Linked DNA regions of Mus musculus: all the other regions are linked to region 2. Evidence: chromatin contacts called from public Hi-C, HiChIP or PLAC-seq and promoter capture Hi-C data. All regions are on one chromosome and are shown on one strand. The core of a region is the stretch at or near the end of the contact, and the rest is flanking DNA. Distances in the headings are between cores, read along the strand shown.

The links. Promoter capture Hi-C pulls out the DNA fragments that hold promoters and counts their contacts. Hi-C and Micro-C count contacts between places; a contact is called where the count stands out from the background. HiChIP or PLAC-seq counts read pairs in DNA pulled down with a chosen protein or histone mark.
Region 1: a promoter capture Hi-C map of hippocampal neurons shows a contact between it and region 2, with 5 times the contacts expected there. The contact joins the promoter of Cerk here to the promoter of Tafa5 in region 2. A contact is called at or near these places in 2 of 39 promoter capture datasets (frontonasal cranial neural crest and hippocampal neurons) and 2 of 115 datasets of contacts at active chromatin or transcription factors (SST interneurons and embryonic forebrain).
Region 3: a contact with region 2 is called in a Hi-C map of cortical neurons. The contact joins the enhancer-like site here to the promoter of Tafa5 in region 2. A contact is called at or near these places in 1 of 39 promoter capture datasets (stem cell-derived epiblast-like cells), 1 of 484 Hi-C or Micro-C datasets (cortical neurons) and 2 of 115 datasets of contacts at active chromatin or transcription factors (embryonic forebrain and stem cell-derived neural progenitor cells).
Region 4: an H3K27ac HiChIP or PLAC-seq map of VIP interneurons shows a contact between it and region 2, with 7 times the contacts expected there. The contact joins the enhancer-like site here to the promoter of Tafa5 in region 2. A contact is called at or near these places in 7 of 39 promoter capture datasets (the 3T3-L1 cell line, the C10 cell line, the HPC-7 cell line and 4 more), 3 of 484 Hi-C or Micro-C datasets (cerebral cortex, cortical neurons and uterus) and 7 of 115 datasets of contacts at active chromatin or transcription factors (VIP interneurons, embryonic basal ganglia, embryonic forebrain and 4 more).
Region 5: a contact with region 2 is called in an H3K4me3 HiChIP or PLAC-seq map of embryonic midbrain, with 11 times the contacts expected there. The contact joins the promoter of Tbc1d22a here to the promoter of Tafa5 in region 2. A contact is called at or near these places in 5 of 39 promoter capture datasets (cranial neural crest, hippocampal neurons, maxillary cranial neural crest and 2 more) and 2 of 115 datasets of contacts at active chromatin or transcription factors (embryonic midbrain and forebrain).

Annotation. Positions count from the first base shown.
Region 1 is chr15:86,183,834-86,187,522 of GRCm38.p6, reverse strand. Cerk (ceramide kinase) reads left to right here and starts at 1,382. Exons shown (of 13, transcript NM_145475.4): 1 at 1,382-2,016. The coding sequence starts at 1,875. Gm15569 (predicted gene 15569) reads right to left here and starts at 1,795. Exons shown (of 3, transcript NR_155352.1): 1 at 1,739-1,795; 2 at 1,282-1,317; 3 at 327-871.
Region 2 is chr15:87,542,775-87,546,690 of GRCm38.p6, reverse strand. It overlaps Tafa5 (TAFA chemokine like family member 5), which reads right to left and starts at 2,392. Exons shown (of 4, transcript NM_001252310.1): 1 at 2,088-2,392. The coding sequence starts at 2,199. It overlaps Gm35471 (a long non-coding RNA gene), which reads left to right and starts at 2,718. Exons shown (of 3, transcript XR_384322.2): 1 at 2,718-3,229.
Region 3 is chr15:86,307,707-86,311,670 of GRCm38.p6, reverse strand. The region is part of intron 7 of Tbc1d22a (TBC1 domain family, member 22a); the gene reads right to left. Among named protein-coding and RNA genes, the nearest start is that of Tbc1d22a, 95 kb to the right of the region's middle. Within about 2 kb of position 2,255, at least 27 of the 459 cell types and tissues checked have an H3K27ac peak or open chromatin away from gene starts, as enhancers often do. A contact at or near this core is called in cortical neurons, where this site is marked.
Region 4 is chr15:86,541,470-86,545,567 of GRCm38.p6, reverse strand. No RefSeq gene overlaps it. Among named protein-coding and RNA genes, the nearest start is that of Gm34965, 61 kb to the left of the region's middle. Within about 2 kb of position 2,612, at least 4 of the 459 cell types and tissues checked have an H3K27ac peak or open chromatin away from gene starts, as enhancers often do. A contact at or near this core is called in VIP interneurons, where this site is marked.
Region 5 is chr15:86,212,340-86,215,968 of GRCm38.p6, reverse strand. It overlaps Tbc1d22a (TBC1 domain family, member 22a), which reads right to left and starts at 1,510. Exons shown (of 13, transcript NM_145476.2): 1 at 1,333-1,510. The coding sequence starts at 1,394. It overlaps Gm22818 (a small nuclear RNA gene), which reads left to right and starts at 3,312; the gene lies at 3,312-3,415.

The DNA of each region.
Region 1 (3,689 bases), core at 133-2,632, 1.4 Mb after region 2:
GGTTCTTTAGTATTTTGTGGACCGTGTGGCTGTGTCTTCCTGGATGGAACTCCTCTAGGACTAAGGTGGAGTCCAGTCCTCTTGGTATTAAACACTTACATATAAACACTGCATTAATTTCCAGGCGTGGTGGCTCATACCTTTAATCTCAGCTCTTGGGAGGCAGAGGGAGGTGGATCTTTAAGTTTGAGAGTCTATAGAGTGAGCTCCAGGACAATCAGGACTACCCAGAGAAACCCTGTCTCAAAATAATAATAATAATAATAGTAATAATAATAATTAATAATAATAATAGCCCCTGCTGCCCTTGCCCGACACAACCCCTCACCAGTAACAGAGGCAGCATCATCAGCAATGGCAAGAGGTTTCTGAAGAAGTTTCATGTCCACATTCCCCAAGCCTCATCCCGATAGCCGTGAAAGGAAAGAGCTGGGACAGCCATTGCTTCAACTAACAACTGAGCTAGGTCAGGTCCAGCTTGCTCCAGGGTGGGGCTAGGATTCTGCCTGGGCCTAACCAACACTCCAGGGCTGTCAGGGAGCCTACCATTGGGCTGGGCTTCCAGGAAGCAAGTGATTCATGGTTGTCCCTGCCCTGCAGATGGACACAGGGCACCGACAGGATCAGACCTGTACCTTAGCCCTCTGGTACCAGGCACAGGCAAGGTAGACTTGGCCAGCTCCACCCCAGTCTGCAACAGCAGGAGAGCTGAGGGGGAGGGCAGAAGGCTCTCCTGTCTTCTTGAAAGCTGACTCCGCTGTGAGGCTTAGCTCTGTCACACCACAGAGCCCTGCACTCTTGGACCAGTTAGCATCTCCGAGGAGACTCTTCCTTGGTCAGATGTGAACAGATGCTATCACGCAACCAATATCTGAGTAACACATTATGCACAGAGACCATTTTAGACACTGGAGACCCAGTAAGGGACAAGCCCACATGCCCATGGAATTTTCACAAAGATGGGTAGATATGCAATGAGTGCAGTGCTGAATTTTGCCCTGCTGTGTCTTGGGATGCTTTGGCTGGGGGAGACGGAGTCCAGGAAGACCTCCCTGAGGTGGATATGTTCAGCTTGTCCCATGTTAAGCTGCATCAAGAGCAGCAACTCCGGTTCCCTAGGCCTGTTTGGGAGGGTACAGTCAGGTGACTGATAAGAAGACGCCTTCTCCCGTCTCTCTGGTGGCTGTAGACCCACAACCATCCACACATGAAGCTTCCACTCCCCTGGAAGGTAACCCCTGTCCTCTCCATCCTAGCCTTCCTTTGCCTACTGGGACTAACCTGCAGGACTCTTGCTAGCCGCCAGGAGACCAAGACCTAAAAAGAGACGGATGCCCAAGGTCAAATCGCTCCTGGGCGCACACCAGCAGTTCCACGGCCTCCTATCGCCTGCCCAGGACCGCCCGGGCAACATTTCTGCGCTGCTGGGACTCCGCCCGTCCCTTTGCAGCCCTCCCTACCCCGTCGCTCGTGCAGACCCAGCAGGACCCAGGGGCAGCCAGAGCGACAGACTAGTGTCTTTCAGGGCACCCGGCCGCTCCGACCGCCCTCCCCACAGCCAGGTCCCTCAGTCCCCTCCTCTGACCCCTCCCTCCCGTTCCTTCCTAGGCCTTTTCTGCTCCTCATCCTAGGCTCCCTAGACTCCTCTGTTTCTGATTCTTCTCTGGCCCCAAGTCTAGCTTCTCCTGTCCTCACCCTGGTCGCCTCCTCCCGGGTCCCCGCCACCCTCTCTGCGTACCGGGTGACGCAGCGCCGCCTCCCGCTCCCGCCTCCCCGCGTCACCGCCGGGCAGACTGCAGGGGCCGCTAACGGTCCCGCGCCCCCCCCGGTGTCCGCGCGCCCCGCGCCCGGCGGACGAGGCCGCGCCGGCGGCGATGGGGGCAATGGGGGCGGCGGAGCCGCTGCACTCCGTGCTGTGGGTGAAACGGCGACGCTGTGCCGTCAGCCTGGAGCCCGCGCGGGCTCTGCTACGCTGGTGGCGGAGCCCGGAGCCCGGGCCCTCCGCGCCGGGTGCCGGTAAGTGTGGCCATCCCGGGCTGGTGGGGCCGGCGCTGCATCCACCCCGGCCTGCGTAGCCCGAGCGCTCCGGGCAGGCTGGGATGGGGCGGAACTCGGAGGGAGGAGACCTGGGGCACGGGGAGAGGCGCCCGGGATACCGAGGCGCGGGGAATCCGAGACGCAGAGCCCGGGTGCCGGGCGGTCTAAGTACTCCGCGGCCTCTGGCGGGGAACCGTCTGGGTGCTGAGAGCCCAGATACTCCTGGAACTGGGATGACAAAGCCTCTGGAGGTGCTGGAGGGGGAGGGGAAGAGCGGACGTCCACAGCCCCCCACCCCCCATCCCGGAGCATCCGCGGGACCCTGGGGGAGGTCTGTTGCTGGTGCTGCCGTCGGGATGGCGCTGGCACACCTGGACAGGACTGGTTTCTGGTCATATTCTTCGTCCAATACAGTGAACCCAAGTACATACACATGTTTCTCTATGGGAGAAGCCCAGAGGGGCCCTGGCAGGGACTTCCTGCGATTAGGCAGTTGAGCAAGGGCCTTTGACTTTCCGATGGAGTGTACACCCTGCTCAGCCGCCCTCAGGGTTGAAAGAGGAGTAGCTTAGGCCAGCATGGGGAAAAAACGCAACCCACCCGCAGTGACTGGGAATGGTGCAAGGACACTAGAGCCACTCTCCCCGGTGCTTTGCTGCAGGTTGTCTGGTGGCCGACGGATTGGCGGAGATTTTAAAGATGTCATTCAGTCCTCCTTAAAAGGAGGATTACAGAAGATTGTATGTGGACATCTGGGCTGGGGGGCCTTGTAGACGACCTTGTAGACGAATTCAGTTTCATAAATTCCTTGCTCCATTTTGTTGTGTTTGTTTGTTTGTTTTGAGACTGTTTTCCTATGTGGCTCAGCCTCAGACTAGTATTACAGATGTGTGCCACCAAGCCCAACTTGTTATTCTCTCTCTCTCTCTCTCTCTCTCTCTCTCTCTCTCTCTCTCTCTCTCTCCTGGGAATGATAGAATCCAGGGCTTGTGGCTTGCTAAGCACAGTCTTTACCACCAAACAGCAAACATCCCCTGCAAGTTTCCCTTGAGAGCCTGCTAGGGGATGGACCTGGGGATTCTAGCCTAGTGGCTGATGGAGTGGGGCCTTTTCCACTTAAGGAGGCACAGAGGGATGCGTGGGGATAAGTGCATCTAATGGGCTTGGATCCCAATTTGAACCTCCGAGGGTAGGGCATCAAGCTTGAGTCCCAAAGGGGTGGTCACTCACCAGTGCAGACCTCACTTTATAAGGGTGGTGCTTGCCCAGGGAAACCTGGAAGGGCTGAGTGTTGATGGCGAACTGATAAGGAACCTCGAGAATCCAGTGTCAGGGTCACGGTTGGTGGGGAAGAGCTGGGGGATAGGGTCCAGGACTCCCTCAGTCTGGCAGGCTGAAGTGGGCATTGGTCTTTATAGTGGGTATCAAAGGAAGCCCCTGGATGGTTGTTTCCAGCTGAATATTTATTTATTTATTTATTTATTTATTTATTTATTTATTTATTTATTACAAAGACCTGGTGATCTCTTCAGGGAGGATAGAGAGGAGAGACAGAGCAGAGTTGAAGGAAGGCAGTTGACCCAGTCTAGGTGGGGACGATGGAGGTAGGCAAGGTTGGGTGACTGTCACCCTGAGCAGGCACCTGTGGGAAT
Region 2 (3,916 bases), core at 1,143-3,642:
TCTCCAATTGCATTTCTGGTGTAATGGGGTGTGTCTGAAAACGTTAGCTTATTGTCAATTATTCCATTACGTGGGGATGGAAACAGCTATCAAAATGTGGCTGTTCAGAAGCTTCGTTATTAAGGACTTCTGCTCTTCTGGATAAGTCATTCTTACCGACTGCCCTTATAGCAGAGAACCAACTTGCAGGAAGATAGGGCTGCCCTTTTCTCTGAATATATGACATTACTTCCCTATAGTCAGATCAAGAAGCAAGCCAACAGGACGAAGTGGGGCCGAAGCTAGGAAACAAGGGACAAAGGCTATACTAGCTGGGAGTGCATACAAGGCCCCAGCTTGGTGGCTCCCTGAAGAGGAGAGTGTTGAGGTCAAGGGCTGGGTTGTCACTCAGTCAGTAACAGTGGATGGCTGTCCCTTTTCAACATGCAGAGCTGCCTCTATGAGCCCAGTCTACAGCTCTGGGCTCTCGGGCTGACCCAAGGACAGTGTTACCAGAATCTGCCTAGGAAGAGCAGCCAGCTCCAGGTTTCCGCGCCCCGTGCCCCTCCCCCACTGCTGAATGTGCCACTCCTGGGACAACACCAGGAAGTGCATTTCATCCTGGTATCACCTGTCTATCTCTGGAGTTTACCCATCTTTAACCCGTCCTGTATCATTAAGGAATCTAGGCTCAATGGTACCTGGGAAGAAGCCCCTGAAAGAAGCCGGCAGGCTACAGAAGGCTAAGCAGTGAGTACTCTCCTGTGGCTCAGCCCACCAGCTTCCTTTCCCTATCCTAGGGCAGCCAGGTTAGAATACTGTCAGCAGCCAGTCTCTTGCTTGATGAACCTCAAGGCGCCACAGCAGCACAGGCATATGCAGACTGAGTAGTTCCTCTGGGCTCACTAGCATTTCCCTTAAGATGCCTCGACCATGTTGGGGGTTGAGCTATCCCCATTCAGAGTTGTCCCAGGACTCTGATGACATATTCGGCCTCGACTTGAGTCTCAAGACTGCTGCAATTTCATTTCAGAGCTAGGATTGGGAACTAGGAGGCCCCAGGCTCGAGCGATGGCCGGGGAAAGGAGGGAGGAGTGAGAGGAACCACTTGGTGATGGCCTTTTATTTTAAATTAGTAAAGAATCCATATTTTGTCATCACCTCCCTTGCCTGTGGCATTTTTTTCATGACAGGTGTTCACTGGCACTAGTTTTTCTTCCCGCAGAGACGGGAAGGAAGGCAGAAACTGTAACCAGGCAAGCGCCCATCTCTTATAGAGCCTATGCCCGGGACTCTAACCAGCCTCTACCCACCCCAACAGCTTCCGACAGTCAGCAGACACCAGCCAAGATGATGCCTACCCATACTACACCAGCCCCAAGACTGTACCCAGGACTCAGATTATCGGTACCCAGATAAGACCTACTGATAAGATCACCCATCGTCCGGGTCCCAGCCTAAGCCCAGCTCCAGAACCCCGTGCCAGGCTCCGACCAGCCCGCACCTCCCTCCGCAGCCCTTGCCAGACCCACTGGGTCGTCAGTTCATTCCTCCGAACCACCCTTGCAGCGGTAGCGGGCCCTCCCCTCCAGAGGCATCCGTTCCCTTACTTCTCCTTTTACAGAAAGCATCTGGCGAGCCCGCTTCCTAGCAAGGCAGAGGCTCCACCACGCGTCGGAGGAACCCAAGCCGCGGTCCTGCCCGAGGAGTCCCGCTCGGGCTCGGTTGCTGCGTCCCCATAAGTCCCCGGAGGGAGTGTCGCCGGCGGGAAGCTCCGCTCGGTCGCTAGCCTGGGCCGGAGCGGCGACCGCACGGCGGACACCGGGCACCGCCGCGCAGGGACGCGCTGTGCCTGCCTGGGCCTGATGCCGGCCCTGCTGGCTAGTCCGCGGAAGCTCGCCGGGGCTGCTGTGCCCGGCCGCGGAGTGTCTGGACCCCGGAGCCGCCTGCACCAAGCCCTCCCGGGCCAGCGGAACAGCGGCCAAGACCCGGGACCGCGCGCCACGCGCTCGCAACTCCGCACCGACGCGGGGCGCCCCGCCGGGGCTGGGGCTGGGGCCGCTTGGAGGACCCGAGGCCCTTATGGGGCCCGGGTGCACGGTACTCACTGCAGTAGGCGATGAGCAGGCTGGCCAGGATCATGAATGCCCAAAAAGTTGAGGACATGCTGGGCAGGGCGGTCGCATCTTGCCGGCTGCTGGTCCTGGGCGATGGCGCCATTGAAGCCGCGGTGCCCGCGCGGGGGGCAGCAGCGCTTCTCAGCAGCCGGCCCTGCCCGCGCCCCCGCGCCGGCCTCCACGTGCGGGCCCCGCGCGTGCCATCCTCCTCCTCGTCCTCCTCCTCCTCCTCTTCCTCGTCCTCCTCCTCCTCCTCCTTCTCCGCCGCCGCCGCCGCGCCCGGGCCCCGGCCCACTGCGCCCCGCGCCGCCCGCCCCGCGCCGCGCCCGCGCCGCCCGCGCCCGTGCTCGCCCGCCCGGGGACGCCAGCCCGCGGCTCTGGGCGTCGCTGCGCGCCCCGGCTCAGCGCGCCCCGTCACCAGTACGAGGGGCGCGCCTGGAGCGCGTGCCCGGCGTGGCGGGGCCTCGCACTGGCCCGGGACCGGCGAGGGAGGCGAGCAGAGGGGACGCCGCGCCCTAGCCGAGCCTCTGGATGGCGACAGAGACGGCCCAGCATCCTCGTAGCCTGGGCTCTGGGCGCGCAAGACCCTCAGGGCCAGCGGGAAGTTAGGTGACTTGGGACCCCCTTCCCCCCCCCCCCCCCCCACGCGAGAGTCTTCCACCAAAGGCCTGGGACGCTGGGGTCCCAGACCTTGTTTGGTATTGATCCGGAAAGTGAACCGAAAGTTTATTCAAAGCAAATAATGCTTTCAGCCTGTTTCCCATTTGTGCCCAGCACCAGGGCTCCTGAGTATGCCTTGTTGCTCTGAGCCCACCAGAGAGCATCTGAGCGCACCTGCACCCTGTCTCTAGAACTTGCCATCCTGTGGGCTCTGTGTGTCTACCCTAAGAAGACATTCCTTTGCATCTTCCTGATGCACTTCCTTGACTCCCGTGTACCACAGCCTCTGCCCCCAGGCCATGGCCTGTGGTTCCTCTCTCTCATCCATTTTCCAGAGTGTGTGCAGGATAAAGTCCCTGGTCTGGTTTTCTGAGGAGGGTAGCGAAGACTACAACTCTGATGTGCATTCCTGCCGTTGGACAACGGGTTTGCCCCTGTAAACCAGCGGAATCGGGTCACTTCCACTTTCCCTTGTAAGTTCCTTGCACTCCAGGAAGAAACTCTAAAAGCTGGTGTTTTCCCCAGGTGGCCCTGTAGGTCCATGGCCATGAAGGTCGATTCCATTCCCTTCCTGTGCACCAGTGAACATGCTAACAGCAGGCCCAGTTAGGCTTCTCATTGGTGTTTGTTCTGCATGGGAAGGGGTGGTACCCCCACACAAGATCTCATTAGAAATGGAGGCTTTTCCCCACAAGCTACTTGGTGCATACCAGCATAAGCCTTTCCCCTTGCACCCTGGTCCAGTGTGGCATTTAAACAGACCAGGACATAGAGAACGTTGCTGAGGGGCTGAAGGAGGGCAAGTACCCAGGTTGTATACATACGCAGACACATACGCACTCCACATGCGCACCATGTTCATGCACACACGCACACCACATAGCTGAACTCCATACACACTCCACTTGGATACATGCATGCCACAAGCTTGTTTCTACACAAGCTACATGTATATCATGTGGCTATAGGCACACACTCCCCTACATAGGTACATGCACAAGGCACTGACATTCACATGCATGCTACATGGTCACACATACCTCCACATACATGCACACATATACACACATGTATGCTATATAGAGCACACATGTGCATGCACACATGCAAAAATATACATGTGCATACATGTACAGCATGTGACCACACATGCATGTGCA
Region 3 (3,964 bases), core at 1,006-3,505, 1.2 Mb after region 2:
TGCACTCACGTTTTTAATTAAAATATATGCCATCAATATTTCTCACTGTCTCCAACACTAAGGCACAAGAACACATAGACACATCAATTCTAGTTTCTTTGCAGAAGTTCAACAATCCTAGCTTTTTATTGACTCCCAAGCACCATAGTGGTTCTACCAAACACTGGGTTCAGCTCTTCACCAGCACTCGCTTCTCGGCTCCTTGAAGACAGGTAGGTCATAGGGACACAGAGCAAACCAGAGCTTGGCAGACAATGGCTCTTTGCTCAGTGATAGACGGATGGGCAGGAAAGAGGGAGAAGGGGAAGGAGGACAGGAAGGAAAGAGGGATGCAGCACATGTGCTCCATCCGTGTCCCAGCAAGGGAAATGGATTCTTAACTCCCTAGAAAGTTATCTTCATCCAAGGAGACAAACGTAGGCACCCTGAGCCATGACTGCTGAATACCCTAGCTTCCTTCTTCCTCAGGACACTCATGCTCGGCTGATCCCTCCTCTTCACCATCTTTTATCCCGATCACTCTTCTCCATCTTCCCTCTTGAGATTAATCTTATCAAGGTACAGTAGATCGAGAGACACCACCCTACACATCACCCTAAACGTATGTATGCACACCCACACCGATGGCTTAAAGACCTTCCTTCCATCCATAAGCTTATCTCCCAGGTCTCCCCAAACTCTGGCCCTGCACCCACACTCTGTACCCTATCAGAGCCCAGCAGATTACATCTCCTTCCCACAGCCCTGAGGGCTTCTCCTCGCCTCTGGCTTAACTGCTCGTATTTGAGACCAGTTGCAAGCGCTCCTTTCTGCTCTCTCTGCTCTCTGCCCACCATCTTTATGGAAGAGCCAGCTACATTCTACCTAGTGACTCTCTGGTCTCCCTCCTTCCCACTGTCATTCTCTGGTGGCTCCTACTTGGAACTGGGCTCCAAAGCCTGACAAGGCCAGGCTTTACTGTAAGCTCTGCCCAGACTTCACCCAGGCAAGCAGCAGAGGAAGGCAGTGCTAGAGTGCTCACATGAGTGAAGGTGTTTTAGAACCTCTAAGTACACCAAATCTCGAAGAACCCGATGGCTGCACACTCTGGGAAGTCAGGCCCTTCCTACATCACCTACCATCCTAAGCATGATTGGGCTTGGTCTAGAGCCCTCAAAGCACATGAACCCCAGGATTTAAAAAAGAGAGGCCTAGAGCCTTGACAAGCAAAGCTTCTAATCCCAAGGCATGGGGTCTACCATTGGCAAACTCAGAGCCCACCCCCACAGCAGAACAGAATCACTCCCACTGCTCAAGTGAATAACAAGCCGCCGCCACCTGTAGCACAGCAGGCGCCAGCTCAATATTTGCTGAGTGAGTGACACGCTCATGCATATAGATTCATATACATTTTTCATCAGTCAACAGTTTCCTAGAGAGAAATGAATATTTAAACAAAGTTCAGAGGCTGGGGTACAGCTTACTAACAGAACACTTGCCTAGCATGTGTGAGGACCCTGCAACAATCACTAGCACCACCGAAAAACTGAAATGAAATAAAATACAAACAAGTTCAGAGGCCAGAGACATAGCTCAGTCAAAGGGCCGCCCAAGAACACATGTGAAAAGCCAGGGGCGGCTATAATCCCTATCATATAATCATATAAGCCTAGCAAGCAGGGCAGAGAAGGCAAATCCCTGCAGCTCACTGTCCAGCCTACCTAGGTGAATCTAAGAGTTTCAAGGTTAGTGAGACATGCTGGCTCCAAAACATAAAAGCAGAGGCAATAAGGGAAAGACACTGAGTGCTGAGCTGGGACCCATGCACACAAATACACGATACACATGCACGCGCACACACACACACACACACACACACACACACACACACGCATGCACACACTTCAAAATCAGAACCTCATCAGAGCCCCTCCCCCCACCCCCACCCCGTACACAGGAGACTGTCACAGCTACCCAGAAGCAGAGCTCCATCTGCTCACACCCACACAGGCAAACCAGACATATGCTGTGCCTTGGCCTTGCACACACCATGAAAGGCCTGAGAAGGCGGAAAAGACTAGGGCTAGCCTGAGCTCGTAAGACTGGTTCTAAGCTCAAGCCTCTGTCATTGAAACTCAAGGCAGACTCAGGACCACCCAATAGTGCCAGCACCTTCCTAGGAGGAACAAGGCAAACCAGTAGTAGCACAGAGGAGCCCAATTTGCAAATAAGAGGCCAATGCTTTCCTGTTTCTCTGCAGATACAACAGTGCTCCCCTGAAGGAGCCTCAAAGCAGGCCTCTGCCAGCTGCTGGTGACACAGCACACCCTGTCATTATACTGCACTTGAAAAAGCAGAAAGATCCAGAAATATTCCAGTTTCTTATGAGCAAAGGAAAGCTCACCGTTAGCTCAGCTGTTCACAGCTTAATTCCACCAGACCTCTCTCAGTGACCTGAAATTTCTACCTTACAGCTTTGTTTCTAGAACCACACAGACATAGGCTTCGGGAGTATAAGCCAAGACTGACGTCCAGTCAATGGGCAGTGGCTGGAACTGCAAAACCAGTCCTGATCCCTTGGTCACTTAATATCTATTGGAACTTCTTTGTCATAGCATCTGAAAACATTCTGGGGGATGGGGATACTCTTCATGGAGCCACAGCCCACAACTCCATGAAAAACCCTTGGATTTTTCTAGCAATTTGAACAGAAGGGTAGAAACAGCATGCTCACTTGAACAGGATGGTCTGTGGTGGCAGGATCAGCTTAGCAAAGAGCAGATGTAAGGAGAAGATCACACAGGTGCAGAATGTTAACTCAAGCTGAAGTGCTGTGGGGAAGCACAAATGATCCACCAAAGGGCATGATGTACAGCAGCCTTGGACCATGGATGTGCCTACTGGAAACAGACTGGTCTGAGAGGCCTCAACCATGAACACTCGCAGACATTACTAGCTCTTGGAATTCTGTTCACCATTCTTGATATCCATGTCTGTTGGAGGGGCTGCATTAGAAGCATCACAAACTGAACTCTTCCCAAAGGCTCATTTCGGAAAGTCTGAAATGAAACTCTTGCTGCCACATGTTCCCCCAGGTCTGAAGAAATCAAGAGCCTGGTTAGGGCTAGGTGGGTTATGTGCCTGCTGTGCAGAAATGAGGCCCTGAGTTCAGAATCCTAGCACCCACCAAAAAGAAGTCAAGTTCCGTGGAGAATGACCAGAATCACAGCACTGGGCGAGGGAGGGAGGGAAGGAGGGAGGTGGGGTTATCTCACAATTATCTATAACTCTAATTGCAGGGGATCTGATAGCCTCTTCTAGCCTTGGCAGGCTACTGCTTGCATGTGGTACAGCCAAACACTCATATACATAAAATAAAAATAAATCTTAAAAAAAATAAAGACAAAAACTAAGTAAACAAAGCATTAATTCCCTCCAACCCGATCAGCAAACACAACTCAAATTGGGAGAGTCCACAACACCTAACAAGCTGACTTTAACACTTTAACACACAAGGAAGACCAAGAAACATAACCAGGAACAGGCAGCCCAGGCCTGGCCCACAGACTCAGTACTACAGTAATCAAGGCCAAGTCAGGGCAGAAGAGACAGACCAACCAAGGGGAGCCAGGAACAGCCAAAGGGACCAGCCAAGGGAGCCAGGACCAGCTAAAGGAGCCAGGACCAGCCAAGGGAGCCAGGACCAGCCAAGGGAGCCAGGACAAGCCAAGGGAGCCAGGACCAGCCAAAGGAGCCAGGACCAGCCAAGGGAGCCAGGACCAGCCAAAGGAACCAGGACCAGCCAAGGGAGCCAGGACCAGTCAAAGGAGCCAGGACCAGCCAAGGGAGCCAGGACCAGTCAAAGGAGCCAGGACCAGCCAAGGGAGCCAGGGCCAGCCAAAGGAGCCCGGCGCATGGGAAATCCTGAGAGACAGCAGCCAGGTATGGCTGCTGGTGGCCCATGGTGACTTTCCACATGGGAGCC
Region 4 (4,098 bases), core at 1,363-3,862, 1.0 Mb after region 2:
CGTGACAACAAGCTGTCCCCTCCGTGGGCAGGCAGATGGGAAAGAGACTGTCCCTGTGTTGTCAGTGAGATCTAGATGAAAGATAACAGAGTTGAGAAGCAGGAGGCTGGCTTCACAGACACTGCCTTCTTACAGAGAGTGTACTACCCAACTCTGTGAATTCAAAACACGGAGACAGTGAATCGTGACTGTTCGTGCCCCCAAGGGACAGGTTTCTTCACTCAATGCCCATACTATCCCAGCTCAGCTGTCTACTTCATCCCTGGACCGGAGGCCTCTGTGGCACGGCAGCCTCCTGAGACCCTAAACCCATCACAGTCTTTCTTAGTAACACGGATTGTGCAGAAGAACTGCTATGAGAAATGAAGGCAGAATTCCCCCACCAAGTAGAGGCCAGGTCCTTCTACTGGGCTTGTTTACCTCATTTCCTAGATCTGGAGAGGCCTGCTTCAGGGAAAGCACATGGGATGGCCCATCTTATCTAAGACTCAAGGAGAGGAGATAGGAGAAGACCCAATTCCCATGCTCACCTGCCCTACCTGGACCATGCAAGACAACACAGTGTTAGTGTCAAAATAGATAGACCTGGACCACAATGTCACTGTGTCAGAATAGGTCTTGACAGAACACTCACCCAGCAGTGGTAACAAGAGGGAGGGGAAGGAGACTTGGGGCTGCCAGCAGACACTGTGCGACTGTAGTGTTACAACCCAGCTTGGCAAGGTAGACACGCAGCAGGAGACAGCCGTTCCTCTTCCCCTCAGCCTGACCTCCTGCTCTGCATACTGGAGCTGCCTTCCCTGGACACCTTATCAACTGCAGCAAAATATGTCTGTCTGCACATCCATCTGCAAGCCAGCCTCCTGCCAGGGCCTGTCAGATAACAGCAATACAGACAGATAAAGTACCTTGGGGACATGAGCTGGGCAGGCTGCTGAGAGGCCCAAGGAGCTATCATGTATAGGAGAACACAGATGTGCCATTCTGGTGTCAGCCTTCAAGGTGAACCCTTGGTCACTTGCCTCTTTCCAAGGATACCCAGGAAACTCCAACCAGTGGCCTCCTCCTGGTTCCAGCACCTCCAGATGAAACCAGCTCTGTGCATCAGTCACACACTGCACAGGGGTCACTAGCTATCACTGGCTTATCTTCTGTACTGGTGGATCTAGGAGGTCCAGGATGGGTCTTGTCCATTTGTCATGAATTCACCATGCACAATGAACTGCCTCTCAGTGCCTGGTTCTGTCCATGGTCCTGAAAATATATCCTCAGAACACAGCACCATCCTCCTAATCTAACCCTGACCCTGACTCTGACCCTGACCTACAAGTTCCTGCCTACCTCAGAGCCTTTTCCTGACACAGACAGAAGCTTGATGGACAGGGAGACAGAGAATTTGACTCCACATACAAAGCAAGGCCATGAACTGCTGGTGCCTGTACGCTGCACACATGGCTTTCTGGAGGTACAGATTGGAGAATAATAAATGCCCTATAACCCTGGTCCTAAGGCAGAGATCATACAGATATGTTGGTTTGTACTGGAAAAAACTAAGACTAGAAGCTGGGAGTTTCAGTATAGAATTATAGTTTTTCACAGTTGGATCCAGGAAAGCCATCATTGAGATAAGGGTGGTGTCAGACTCAAGGCTAGGCTTCTTCTCCATTCAAACCACAAAGGAACAGAGGGCACCACAACACAGCAACCAAGAAGGCAAAGTCTCTCCTGAATGTCTTCCCATACCCAAGCTGTACAAACACAGCCCATCCCAGAGTTCCTTCCTGGAGTACTTGTCCAAGAGAGGCCAGCAGAGGACAGCTAAGGGCACCCAAGGCTCTAATGTGAAGTCTATCCTGGGTACCCCATAGGTCGAAGTGTGCAGCACATACTCTGAGACTTTAGCCATGGCTCTATGTACTGAGTGCCTACTCCTTGAGCAACTCCCCAGACTTCTTCATTTCTGATGCTAGTGTCTCAGGCCAAGCATTTTGTGAACAACTTCATTCCCTATGATCACTAGTTTGTGCACGTAAGTGTACATGTGCCTGTTTGTGTTCATGTTCACGCATGCTCACATATATGTATAAGCCAAAGATCAACCATAGGCATCATTCCTCAAGCTCTGTGCATTTCACTGTGGCTTAGGACAGGCTGGCCACTCAGCAAGCCTCAGGGATCCTTCTGTCTCACTACCCCAGTGTGGGGGTCACAAGTCTTCACACCAAGCCCCAGCATTTCACATAGGTGCTGGGGACCAAACTCAGGCCCTGATGCTTGCATGGAAAGTGTTTTATTGACTGAGCTCTCTCTGCAACCCTGTGACCATTGTTTTATTTAAGCCTGGGCAACGATGAGTTTCCTTTCTGCGCCCTTGTGTTTGTTTTCTAAGACAATGGTTAGCATCCTGAAGTATTAATGATCTATTAATATGGACAGCTAGGGAAACAAAAGGATTGTAAGGAACACGCATTTTTATTCAAATAAATTACATGGATTTTTCTATTAAAATGCTCCACTTATCATGGACACTTAGTCACAGCCCTTTCTGGGCATCCGATACCAGTTCCACGCCTTCATCCCAGCCATGCAGAACAAAAGGTCTATTCAGAGCACAGGCTATTTGGAATCCAGGATGGTCCAGATTGCTGCATCCTTGCTGCCTGCCCATTTGGTACACCTCATCCCTCAAACCCACTTCTTTGGAACTAAATCAGTTTTGAGAGCCAGTGCACAAAGAGGAAAAAGTTCTCTCCACCCCCAGGCCCTGCTCTTCCAGAATCTTCTCCCCCAGGGCTCTTTCAGGCTCTTTTTGGCTCTGTCTGTGTTTCCTTCCATCTTGCAGCTGACAGCAGCTGGCAGAAGGTTGACTGGCTGGCCCAAGCATCCTCTGATGTAGGACCCCAGCCACATATCTATTCTAACTGTTCAGAGAGCCCCATTTCCCTGATGGCCTGCCTCTGCACTCATTCTTTTTGTCATGATGGATGCCATGTGATCCCATCTTCCCCCAAACAGGTCACCCAGTCCGATCCGGACTTGGCTGAAGTCTGCACAAAGCCTGCCAGTGTTTCTTTGGGGAATCCTCCCTTCCTGGCTGTGCAGCTCAGGATCCATCACCAAATCCTGGGTGGCAGGACTAGCTTTCTCCTGCTTTTGCCTCTGAGATTCGGGTCCCAGCTCATGGTTGACCCATCACTCATAGTGTTCACAAGAAGCAGGCACTGCCAGGCTCTGTCACAAGCTGGATATAGTCCTGGCAGTCTTCTTATCTGTAAAGGGGAGTCAAACGAGACTCCTCCGGCACTCCTCCCTGGCAGCTGAGAGCATATGCTGGTATCACAGAATAAGAAGACAGCATCATCTTACTGCATGGTGTAGTGACGGCAAGATGGGAGAGATGGGACTAGCTGCCAGAGAGGCTTCAATTCCCATTCTGAGCCACACCAAGGATCTGATTGGTCCACTTATCAAAGAAGGAACTAGAACACAAAAGAGTGATCTTGTTGCCACAGTGCCAGCCTCACCAGCTCCTCAGCCCAAAGCCTGGCCCCCGTACTTCCTCTGTGGGCAGCCTCCTCTCCTGATAACAACTGTTCCCTTCTCTGACTTCCACCGTCCTAGATGACTGCCACCTTCCTAGGTTATCTCTTCCTAGAGGTATCCTCCTCAGTGACCTCTCCCATCTTGATCTCCTGTCCCCTTTGTGACTGCCCTTAGAACCTGATCTCTATAGGAACTAAGAGACTCTGCTCTTCAGGTCACTCCTAGCCAAACAGCTCAGGCTGGTCCTGGTTCTTTTACTTCTGAAATGTTCTGTGTAGGTTACTCTCATGGCCTGCCTCTGCTCAGTCCCGAATGGCGCCCTTGGTCTCCTGGTGACCCCTTCCCCTTAAATGCAAATTCTATGTTGATGTGTGTCCTGAAGGCCTATCTGGAACCTCCAGCTAGGATGTGTTTAACTCTCCCAAAACCTAGGCTGTGTCCTCTTAGGATCTCAGGCTCCCTAAGGAAGCATTGGGTTCCCTCTGCCACCTGCTGGGCTGCAAAGTATGTTCCAAAAAAATCACTGGGCCCTGTGGGACAGCAGCTTTGGCATAT
Region 5 (3,629 bases), core at 261-2,760, 1.3 Mb after region 2:
GGAGAAGGAGAAGGAGAAGGAGAAGGAGAAGGAGAAGGAGAAGGAGAAGGAGAAGGAGGAGAAGAAGAAGAAGAAGAAGAAGGAGGAGGAGGAGGAGGAGGAGGAGGAGGAGGAGGAGGAGGAGGAAGAAGAAGAACTGAGTCTCGAGATGTGAAGGCAACAACAGAAGTCACACTGCCACATGCTTCTGTTTATCTGGCACTAGGCTCAACGTGTTTATCCCTGTCACAGTAGGACCTTCTACTCATCATAAACTATAATAATAGCTTTTATAAAAGTTCTTAACTATTCAAGCAAGCCCAGTCCAGGTCCTGTAAAAAATACAGTGTCTGGGTACCTCTGAGGACTTCCTCCATCTCCCAAGTCACTGTGGCCCAGCAGTCAGTAACCCGTGCCAAGCCCCAGCCACTTTGAAAAGCACATTTTGTGGTTGAATACAGTGGATATCCGAGTTTACAAATTTAACATTCACACAATGGTGTCTCTTAGGAAGCACAGGAAGACAGACCATTTTCCGAGCTCACGAATGGTTCTACTTAAGTTACCTCAATGTCAAAACCTTCAGGACTGGAGAGGTGGCTAATGTTAGAATCTTAAATTTCATATCTGAGACTTTGGCTAGAAAACAGAATAAACTATGTTTGAAATCTTGTGATGGAGTTTTCTGAAATACATTTCCGGGTACTGTCTCTTCACTCCCTAAGACCTAGAGAGGCATCAGGCCACATAACCAATCACAGAAGGACTTTGGAGCTCGATAGCTTCCAGACTGCACCCAGGTGTTTTTATTATTATTCTGTGTTTCCTGTTGCTGTCAAAAGACCGGTGTCCAGAGGCCAGAAGGTGGGACCACAGAAATTCACAAGGCGCTTCCACGCTCAAAGGAAAAGCATCAGCCCACATGTGACAGACGAAAACCCAAGTGCTCAAACCACTATGCACCCCGAAGAGACCGACCTCCCCTGCAGGCACTGCCTCTCCCTGGCCAGTTTCCTGACTCAACCAAACTCTCCAGGGCATGACCTGGGTCAGTTTCTTCCAGCTTCCCCAGGGAGTCATGGAGTTTCGCAGGAGAGAACCTGCCTGCCAGGCTCTGGAAGCACTTGGGGCAGCTCCTCGTCCTCCTTGCTCATTGGTACGGCCACTGTCACCTTTCATTTCCCACACGCCCACTGCCGACCCCGACTCCCCTAGCCCCTCACATAGCCCAACAGTCTCCTAGGAGCCAGGTTCTCCTCCCCAGACTCCTACGCCACCCGCACTGCAACGGGACAGCACGGCCACCTGACCTCTGACCCCTGACCCCGACCGGGTCCTCCCCGTCACACCCACCTGCCCGGGACCTTGCTGTTGCTGCGCTTCCAGAACTGCTTCCTGGCCCCGTCGCTGGCCATGGCCGCTCCTCATCCCTCAGATCCGCAACCCTGACACCCGAGAGCGGTCGGCCACACCTCCAGCGGCCCTCTCCTGTGCCCCGGCGGCCCCCTCAGAGACACCAGGACTCCGAAGCGTAGAGCCGAGAGGCGCTTCCGCCTCCGTCCGGAAGTTGTGACTCGGCGATTCCGGAAGTCCCGCCTTCGTTTCGGGCAGTGCTTGACGCCATGAGAAGGCGACGCTGGGATATGTGCGTGGCTGTAGCGCAGGGAGGAAAGCGGAGTCTGCGAGCTGCGTATGTTCTGGCGGCGCTGAGAGCGCTCGGGTCGAGCGGCACGGACTGAGGTCTCTGGATCCCGGCCTCTGATCCCCGGCCATGAACTCCGGAGCCGCGTGCGTCTGGGGTCCGAGTCGGTCTTATTTGCTCGCAGCCAACCAGCAAGTACCGAGAACCAGAAGGAGCACAGGCAGATCGGGACCCTGCTGCGGGCGGACAGGCGAGCGGGAGGATGGAGAGCTTCTCCCGCTGTAGTGTGGTCCAAGCCTCATCGCCAGGGCATTGACCCCGGATCAGTAAACACTGCACAGTGAGGTGAAGGAAGCGACTTCCACCGGAGCACATCTGAAGCGATGGCGGGGATCTGCCTGGGCTTCAGCTGAAAAACGAATAGGCACGGAGACACGAAGACTTCATCTTGCCGGCGCTTGCGTGCTTCCAAGACCGCAGTAAAGTGTGCTTAATTGTAAGATACATTCAAGATCCAAAAATCTTAATACGGAAATGTTAATTATAAGTTTACATTAAATGATACTTTATATATATTGGGTTCTGTAGAATATATTGTTATGTTTACTTTCACTTTTTGCTGTGTAGTGTAGCTACTTGAAATTACTTACGTGATTGGTGTAAAATTTCTATGATCTTAGACTCAAGGGTGAGAGGCTGGCATCTCAGGCCGGAGCTTTAGTGAAACACTGGTAATGCCAACTTGTGGCCTTTACTACTGAGAAACATATTCACGACAGCTGTCTCGTGCACTTTTTCTGCTTTTGATATGGTCTTCCTGTTTAACCCAGGCCCTGACTATATTCTCAAGACCCAGACTTCTAGACATATTGAAAGTGGTGTTGGGTTAGCACATGGTGGATGCAAGAAATCACACTAAAGAACCTTATATAGCTTAGCCCAGTTGTATGCCAGACTTATCCTCAGTACTCAGAGCAGGGTCAATGGCCTAGAGCCCTGTATCTCAACTTTGTTCCCATTCTTTAAGAGTAAAGCCTTCTGCAGCTCCTTTTAGACTGCAGCAGCTACCTGACTCCACTTTGACTCTGCAGAAAGGGGTGGCACCTGTTCCTCTTCATTTCCTGCACAGCCGGAGCCTTAGGAACTGAAATAGTACATCCCAAATGTTTGCTGTCTGGATGACAATACCGGGCTCTCTAGGAATCCCTTTTGACACAAGCATAGAAACTTCAGGAAATACCAGGGACAATGTCAACAGGTCCTAGGTGACCCCTTCAGGCACAACTTATGGAACATAGCCTTGGCTTCTCCTTGGAATCCTACTTCTAATAATCCTTAGAATTTGAGAGACCTAGCAAAACTAAGATTAATAATCATGTCCTAGCACTGCCTCGAGAGCTCTTTGAAATAAAACTTTAGTGGTACATAGCTATGGCCCAGCTTCTCAAGAGGGAGGCAGGAGAATGGAAATTAAAAATTGGGTGCTATGGGGCTGGTGAGATGGCTCAGTGGGTAAGAGCACCCGACTGCTCTTCTGAAGGTCCGAAGTTCAAATCCCAGCAACCACATGGTGGCTCACAACCACCCGTAATGAGATCTGATGCCCTCTTCTGGTGTGTCTGAAGACAGCTACAGTGTACTTACATATAATAAATAAATAAATCTAAAAAAAAAAAAAAAAAAAAATTGGGTGCTCACTTCAGTGGTATACCTACTAAAATTGGAATAATACAGAGATTAGCATGGTCCTTACAAAAGGATGACACACAAACCGGTAATATGTTCGTGTGTGTGTGTGTGTGTGTGTGTGTGTGTGTGTGTGTGTGTGTGTGTTAGGCAGCAGCCAGTAGTCAACCCTAGATGTCTATGTAGACATGGTGGGAAATGGCCCTCACAGACAGCACAATCTGCTGACATCTTGGTTTCAGGACCCAAAAAGGGGAAACATTTCCACCTCCTTAGGCTACTACGGATGTCACAGGAAACTGACACAGTCCCAGTCTCTTCG